Linked DNA regions of Zea mays: region 1 is linked to region 2. Evidence: chromatin contacts called from public Hi-C data. All regions are on one chromosome and are shown on one strand. Each heading gives the region's core, a stretch centred on a gene start, on an enhancer-like site or on the middle of the called end of the contact. The rest is flanking DNA. Distances are from core to core; before and after follow the strand shown. Region 1 holds the start of LOC100275714. Region 2 holds the start of LOC100194006 (Acetyltransferase NSI).

Region 1 (3,650 bases), core at 158-2,657, 680 kb before region 2:
TGGAGTGATGCCTCTCTCTACCATTTCCAAAGCAAACCTTTTGCACAAATCTAGTCTACCAAGCCTTCGCATGCAGTTTATTAGTGTATTGTATGTCACAATGTCAGGAAAATGCCTAAGTTTTTCCATTAGCTTCACCTCACCAAGCATTTGGTCCACCCGTCCAGCTTTCCCTAGCATGTCCAAAACAGTGTTGAACGTGACAACATCCAAGCTGGTTTCATATTTCTTCAACTCTTCGAAAATGACCAAACTTTTATCAATGTGTCCGTATTTGGCTGTGGCAAAGATAATGCGATTCATAACTGTAGCATCTCTAGAGTGTGTGATTTCCAAAATTTCTCTTACAAATTTGAGTATCATTTCACAGTCATCCAACTTCTGGAGGGCCAATGCAACATTCATATATGAAGTTGAATCAGGAGTAAGTTCTGAAAGCAGCAGGTACCTGAATACCTTGGCAAAAAGAGTAAAGATGTTTGCTTCAGCTGTGTGTTGCAGTAACATATTAAAGGTGTGCAGGCCGACATGGATCTGCTCGTCATGCAGATGTCGAAGAACACGAACAGCATCAACAAGATTGCCAGATCTGCAGAGGTTCTCGACATAAGCAGCACATGGTGATGCATCTGAAACACCACTGCTTGCACTGGTTGAGCAGCACCGCTTAAACGCCTGAATGACCCTGTCATCGTCGGTGTTATCTGAACCACACTGTTGTAGGCAACGCACAGCCATGGGTGAATTAGTGCGTGCAGTGGGCTGTACCACGAGCAAGGCACGCATCAAATACCTCTGGATGTAAAAAATAAATGAAACTTCTGATATCATTTCACCATTTTGAGTACCGGCTACCACAATAAAAACAGCATAGGTGAAAAAAAGAAAAAGGAAATAACTTATTCAAACGTTCAACAACCGGACCAAGGATCGGATCCTGGTTGCTAAGAAAAGACACTAAGTCTACTAGATAATCCGTCACAGGAATCTTAATTCACGCTGAGCTGAAATCGCAAGGAATCAATCAACCCCTCAGCGAGGTAGTAATCTAGCCGTGCAGCGCACGTTCTAGCAAGTGCTTGGATTCAAGTGAGGCTGTACTTGATTCTCGAATTCGTGACAGGTCCGCGCTAACCAAGCACCGCGGCGGAATTTCTTTTGCTGAAATCACAAAAAATGGGTAAAGCAGATAAGGGCAGTACCGGAACGGAGAGGCGCGCGGTGGCGGCGAGCGAGCGTCGGAGGAGCGCCGCGGCCGAAGAGAGCCGCCACATCTTATCGGGGTCTCGGGGTGCGCTGTCACGCAACGCAAGTCAGGTGTTCGACGATATACCTCCAAGCATTTAGCCGTTGGTGAGGGTTGGGAGAATGCGAGCGGCGGAACGGAAAGGCCCGTCAGCCGTGCCGTGAGGTGTGCTTCGGACAGCACCTAATCTATACTACTTTTATTAAGTGCGTGTTTGCCGCCATGGCCCACCGGCCTGGCTGCGCTTCCGGGCTACAATTCTCGTGTTTGCGTCGTCTAACTTGCTCGGGAGCCTGACTGTGCATCTACAAATTTAACCTCTTAGACTGACTCCACAAAAACGAGATCAATGTCCGTTTTCCTGGGAGTCTGGCTGCTTATGGTGTAAGGTTTCCACGTTTAGTTAGTTTTAGCCTTCTAGTCCGATGATTTACTGGGTGACAAACAACAGCTCGTCTGAGCTAGGCTTATACGGTACAAGTGCACAAACAAAGTGAGTTACAGTAACCGGAACAGACTAGCCTCAGTCTGGACCAGTTGAACGGGCCGAGCCGGCCCGGCACAGGATCGCAAACACGCCCTAAATGCCTGTAACTCTGACCTCGCCCTACACGCAACACTCTCTCAGATATTGTCGTGTGTTCACTACTCAGATATAAATATTCTTATAAGTCGTAGGAGATAGTTATCTCAATTGTAAATCTTCTGTGATATGTAAACATCTGAAAAATGGTGAGATTGTTGCTGATCGGCACCCATGATTTTTTCCATTCGCATTGAAGAGTTTTCGAAATTATATCTGTGTGTCCTATGTGTTTGATCTACTTAGTGGGTCGCTGCTCCTTGTGGCAGGGTCGCTGCTATCGTCGCTCTGGTAGTCTGGTCTATTGTGACCTGCAGCAATTCTTTGTTCGGGACGCTGAGCGCCGTGGCGCTGGCCGCACTCTCCGCACTACAGGTGATCTCACCGGTAACGCGATGTCCGGCGCCGTCACGGGTGTCGCGTTCGCACACCCGGCGTGCAACAACATCGCCTTGGTTCCACTCAGGTCGATGTGGTCCAGAGGCTAGAATGGTGGAGGGGTTGCCTTCACCCTTGTCGCTGTGGTCGCCTTCCTCTTCTTGGAATTGAGGTCCTTCATCGCGGACGTCGAGTTCGAGTGTTCGACATGGATGCCACCACCAGGGAGCCAGCGAACTCGTTGCAGCTCATCACGACAGAGGCAGCCCAAAGAGGCCTGCTGAAGCTGGATAGTAGTCACGCAGCACAAAGAATACGATGCATTTTCCTTCCTACAGCGAAGAGGACGTGTTCTGCTAAGTAAACGGTAGGACAAAGTCAAGCACCCGCACCGCAGGCAGCTGAACCGTCGGGATGAGATCGAGGGGCCAGTAAAAAACGGGGCCACATGGACACTCCAGTGTGCTAGTTTTGCTCAGACTCTATCTGCGTGTTTTGTTATGTGGACGCGCTTGGCCAGATCCTTCGTATGTATTGGCTAAGCGTAGGCTTTTCTTTGTTAACCTGTATGCAGGGGGCATGGGCTGCATCCGCCCATGCAGCACAGGCTAAAAAAGGGGCTCTTGACTGCATGTGTGGGGAAGATCATATCGGGCGTACCTGGCGGCCCAGGCTCTCGTGCGCCGGGCTTAACCTCTGCACGAAACCAAACACATGGTATATATTATAGTACTAGCTGCACTCTCCAATATTCATCGACCGCATGTTTATTTTTAAATTAAAATGTGATAAATAAAAAGAACACACGGAGTAATGCGTCTAACTCCAAGTGGCTATTTAACTCGTCCTCGTCCACGTCGTCTCAAATACATCGTTTGTTCTATACATGTTGCAGACGATTCCATACTCATTGCAGGCTCTTCATTCGTGACAACACCTCCTTTACGGCGATAGGGAGGGTGACAACTTGTAAGACTAGTTTGGGAGTTCAAAAACCGAAGATGGTTGGAGGGACTAAAATTCTCTTCTTATTTAATTTTAAATAAGAAGGAAATTTTAGCCGGTTCAATCTCCTTTGATTTTTGGACTCTCAAACTAGCGAGTAGTGTATGAGGCGGCGCCCGTCACAGCCACGTGGCTGAACAGGTGCAATGGCCGGAGGCGAGCGTACGCTATCCGCCGATGCCGAGCTGCCTCCTCCCCGGCATCGTGCCACGCCCACCGTCGGCCTGTCTCCGCCGCCTCCTTCGTCGTAGCATCAGAATGGACTCCTCCAGGCCAATGGCCAACCCGTGCCTTCTACCTGTGCCTCAACCTGCTCACCGGCGACTACACGGAGGAAGTGAGGGCAGAGGAAGTTGTCGGAGGTTTCAGGCTTCGCCACTCCACACAACAGGAATACAGAGGACTTCTGGTGGCCGTTTTATTTTCGACGGCCTGATG
Region 2 (3,667 bases), core at 860-3,359:
CTCTGTCAAATAACTTCTACAAGTACACTAAGATGTTCATCATCTAGAAAAATGAATTTCTGCAAATAACCTTCAGATTAGGACCTGTGCCTCAACTAATGCATATGACCACAGAAGAGCCTGTGATGATCAAACAATGAGGCAAGTACCTGTTTCTGAAGATCTAATTATTGAATATAGTGTAGCAACCAAGTAGCTATTTCTTAATGAGGCTGCTATCTTTGAAAGAGGCCTGCGTGGCCATCCTACCTGTGAGATCAAATATTTAAAACAAACATGTTTGTTATGTGGATCAATATTCAAAACAAATTATATTTGTTAAGAGAAGAAGCATTAAGTTCATTGACTACATAATACTGAGAAATATCGGGATTGATGAAAGGTCACCTTATTGCATAAGGCTTGGAGATCATATACATCAACATCTCCGGCTGAAGAAAATAAAATTTGTTCTGTGCTTCCATCAGGTAGTGTTCTTTCTAGGAGTACTATTTCCACAGGCAAAGGCTCTTCCACTTCAAGTGGTGCTGGTGGTGGCTCTACTGTCTCTGTACTGCTATTATTCTTCAAAAGGCTGAAAACAAATGCATTTCCATTTTTTTGTCCATAAGATTGAAAACCAAAGGCATGTATGCAACACTATTGAATGTCACAAATGAAATTCCAAGATTGTAAAACATGACTAAAAATTGTGTGGTTTCAGGCTTTATGCCTGCCAAAAGGCTGGGAGATATCATTGTTAGTCAAAGGGAAATAACTAGAGTTTCATACCGAAAACAAACAATTTCATCAAACCCCTGTTGGCTGTTGCTACAAGATTCAAAGTCTCCAAAAGTAAAAAAAAAACCTTTGTTCATACATGATATGATCCCACTACTACATATTTATATGTTTCTCGGGCTTAAAATTAGCAAGGAGCAAATCCCTACCTGTTCAACTTTTCTTACTTTATCCCGACATCATGGGAATAAACTGTTTTAGCCTTTTCTGCTAAGGCAAGAATTTGTAACAAGGAGAAGTTTATTTACACCAGTAGATGCATGTCAAGGTATAGATAACATAAAACCTAAAGAAATCATAGAAATGAAGTGTTTGCAAGTGCAGACAATGTACTTTACCCAGATCTGAGAGAATCCCACAAGCCAGCCTTCAAGGACCAAGCTGATGTAGACCGTGTTTTTGCTGCAACAATAGTGTGGATGTTGGTGTTGGGCTACTAATTATCAAATAAACAGCTACGCTTTATGAACAGTCCACAAAAGTAATAGAAAACATAATAATGAATATAAATAGGCCTATGAGCAATCAGCAGTTTGCATGTTTAACTTTCCATTGAGCTTGAGAATCTACAGGCTTTGACCTATTACTATCATGATTTTGTTTTCTGCACTTGTTGAAGTGTACAAAATAATTCACAAATGGCGCGATTTTATTTAAAAGGTAAAGGTGTGGTGGTATAGTGGCAATGGCGCTGACAGATCCAATGCAGGCTTCCAGATATCAACAGAAAATGCGAGAACCGAAAAAGGGCACTCATGTATTTGGCCCAACTGTTAGCTTAAAATTGTGGTTGTATACCCACTATCCAGAAAATAAACTAACTGAAACTTGAAGGCTGCACTATCAACTATTAACCGTTGGCAATTCTGATAATGTGGTGCACTGCAACGCGGGGAGCGGTGCCTTACCTGCCACCCGATTACGCATAAATCTGGGCGTGGAAACCGTGCTTTGCGCTTCGAAACGGCGCACAGTTGGGATGCGAACGCCACATCTGAAATATATATACACATATTTTACAAGCACCAGCAGTACAGAAGTACAAGGGCTTTGAGGGCCAGTGGTTCGGCGCTCAGACGCTTACATCGAGGAGGAAGGTGCGGCGGCGAAGGCTGGAGGCATCTTTAGTGCGCGTTCCCGGGAACGGGAAGCTTGCGTGTCTCCGGGAGCGGAGCGGAGCTGAGCGGGGAGAGGAGACCGCGTGAGCGATGTTGGAGGAGAGGAGCAATGGAGTGGGCGTGGGTGTTTGCGGGAGAGGAGGAGCTTGCGGCCAGTCACCGTGGACCGGAGGTTGGTGGATAAGGTCTGCAGCCTGGACGAAGGGCGGGTCTCTCGATTGAGACTCTGCGAGGATCCTGTTGGGCTGGGCCCTTTGGGTAGGGGCGTGCAGCCAGGAAGGACGAAAAAAAAAGTAAGGTCAGCCTGCATCTTGGACCAAGACCGAATACGAGTACTAGGAAAGGCTCGTAGACTATAAGAGCTTTTAAAAAAATATATACTCCTTCTATTTCGAATTATTTATAACAAAATTTGGTTTTTCTAGACTTTATTATGTATTTTTTTCGATAAGGGGTATCCCCATTTCTATTTTTTGCGTAACAGAAATACAGAATTTAAGGTACCAGAACAGAGATTACATGACAGGGAACATTCAACCTGCAGATGATCATCATCATCGCAGACACAGAAAGAAAGTTTTAACGAAACACCTACTAGGCAGATAACTGTTTTTCAGCAACGAATACAGAACTTGATTCAGGACTGAATAACGGTAGAGAAAATTTCCTTCAGACAGTAAAAACCAACTAACATAGAAACAGGAACAACTTGACGCAGGCGATCATCACTGTTGGTTACTTGCGAATCCTCAGACTCTCCCATTCTCTCATTCTCCTTGTTATCTATCAGCTTTGTACCCTAGCTTGGTGTTTGCCGCTCTTACCAGCAGCTTGGCGCCTTGTTGGAGTCCTGGAGCTCCTTCTTGCTTAATCCTGCCCAAGATAAAATCAACGCACTTGCATGACACACAATATCATTTGGGGATTTTATCAGGTCATTTTCAAACACATTCTATTTCTCGCTTTCCAAATAGCCCAACAAGCAGGTGAGACTTCAACGATATGAATGTTATCCAATCCCGGCATACGTCTTTTTAACCACCTCTAGCATTGACCAATATCCCTAGAAATGGTCTTTGCATTGATGCAATTGGCCACCAGACCCCAAATAACTTTCGCGACAGAACAACTAAAAAATAGATGATCGATTGGTTCAACCTGATCACAAAAGCTACAAATTGGTGTCGCCCACCCACTTTTTTGGGTCAAATTACCTTTGGTTAACAAAAGATTGTTTTGCAGAAACCACATAAAAACTTTAATTTTTTAAGGGATTTTACTTTTCCATATATGTTTCATATATGGCCCAAAATTGTGCACATCCACATGATTGTATAGCCCTGAACCATATTGTAAATATCATTCAACTTTTTAAAGTTCTCATCTTGTAGCCATCTCCTGAAATCAGTTTGCCAACTTTTTCTTTGCATCTCGAGGACCATAATGCCTTTTTCATCACAGATCTCGTAAAGATCAGGGACAACGTTTCAGAGGGGGTCATCCATTAGCCAACTATCCTCCCAAAATCTGGTTTTGTCTCCTTTTTTAGTTTGCACTTGTCTGTCCATAAGATAAAACTTTTTAACTTTTAACAGATCATGCCAAATAGGAGAATCAGAAATGTTTTTTGATACATTATGGATATTTTTCTTTTGAAGGTATTTCTTCTTTATTATCTCCTTGCCACATCCCATTTTCGTTTTTCAACTTCCACCACCATTTGCATAATAAGTTGATATACAACAATCTGAGGTTTTTAATACCCAAGC

What was found. Hi-C and Micro-C count contacts between places; a contact is called where the count stands out from the background.
Region 1: a contact with region 2 is called in a Hi-C map of tassel, with 2.8 times the contacts expected there. The contact joins the promoter of LOC100275714 here to the promoter of LOC100194006 in region 2. A contact is called at or near these places in 4 of 25 Hi-C or Micro-C datasets (ear, leaf, root tip and 1 more).

The regions. Positions count from the first base shown.
Region 1 is chr6:166,227,978-166,231,627 of Zm-B73-REFERENCE-NAM-5.0, reverse strand. It overlaps LOC100275714, which reads right to left and starts at 1,407. Exons shown (of 2, transcript NM_001149739.1): 1 at 1,203-1,407; 2 at 1-795. The coding sequence starts at 1,274.
Region 2 is chr6:165,545,017-165,548,683 of Zm-B73-REFERENCE-NAM-5.0, reverse strand. It overlaps LOC100194006 (Acetyltransferase NSI), which reads right to left and starts at 2,109. Exons shown (of 8, transcript NM_001351953.1): 1 at 1,865-2,109; 2 at 1,689-1,774; 3 at 1,119-1,182; 4 at 388-574; 5 at 150-249; 6 at 1-2. The coding sequence starts at 1,902.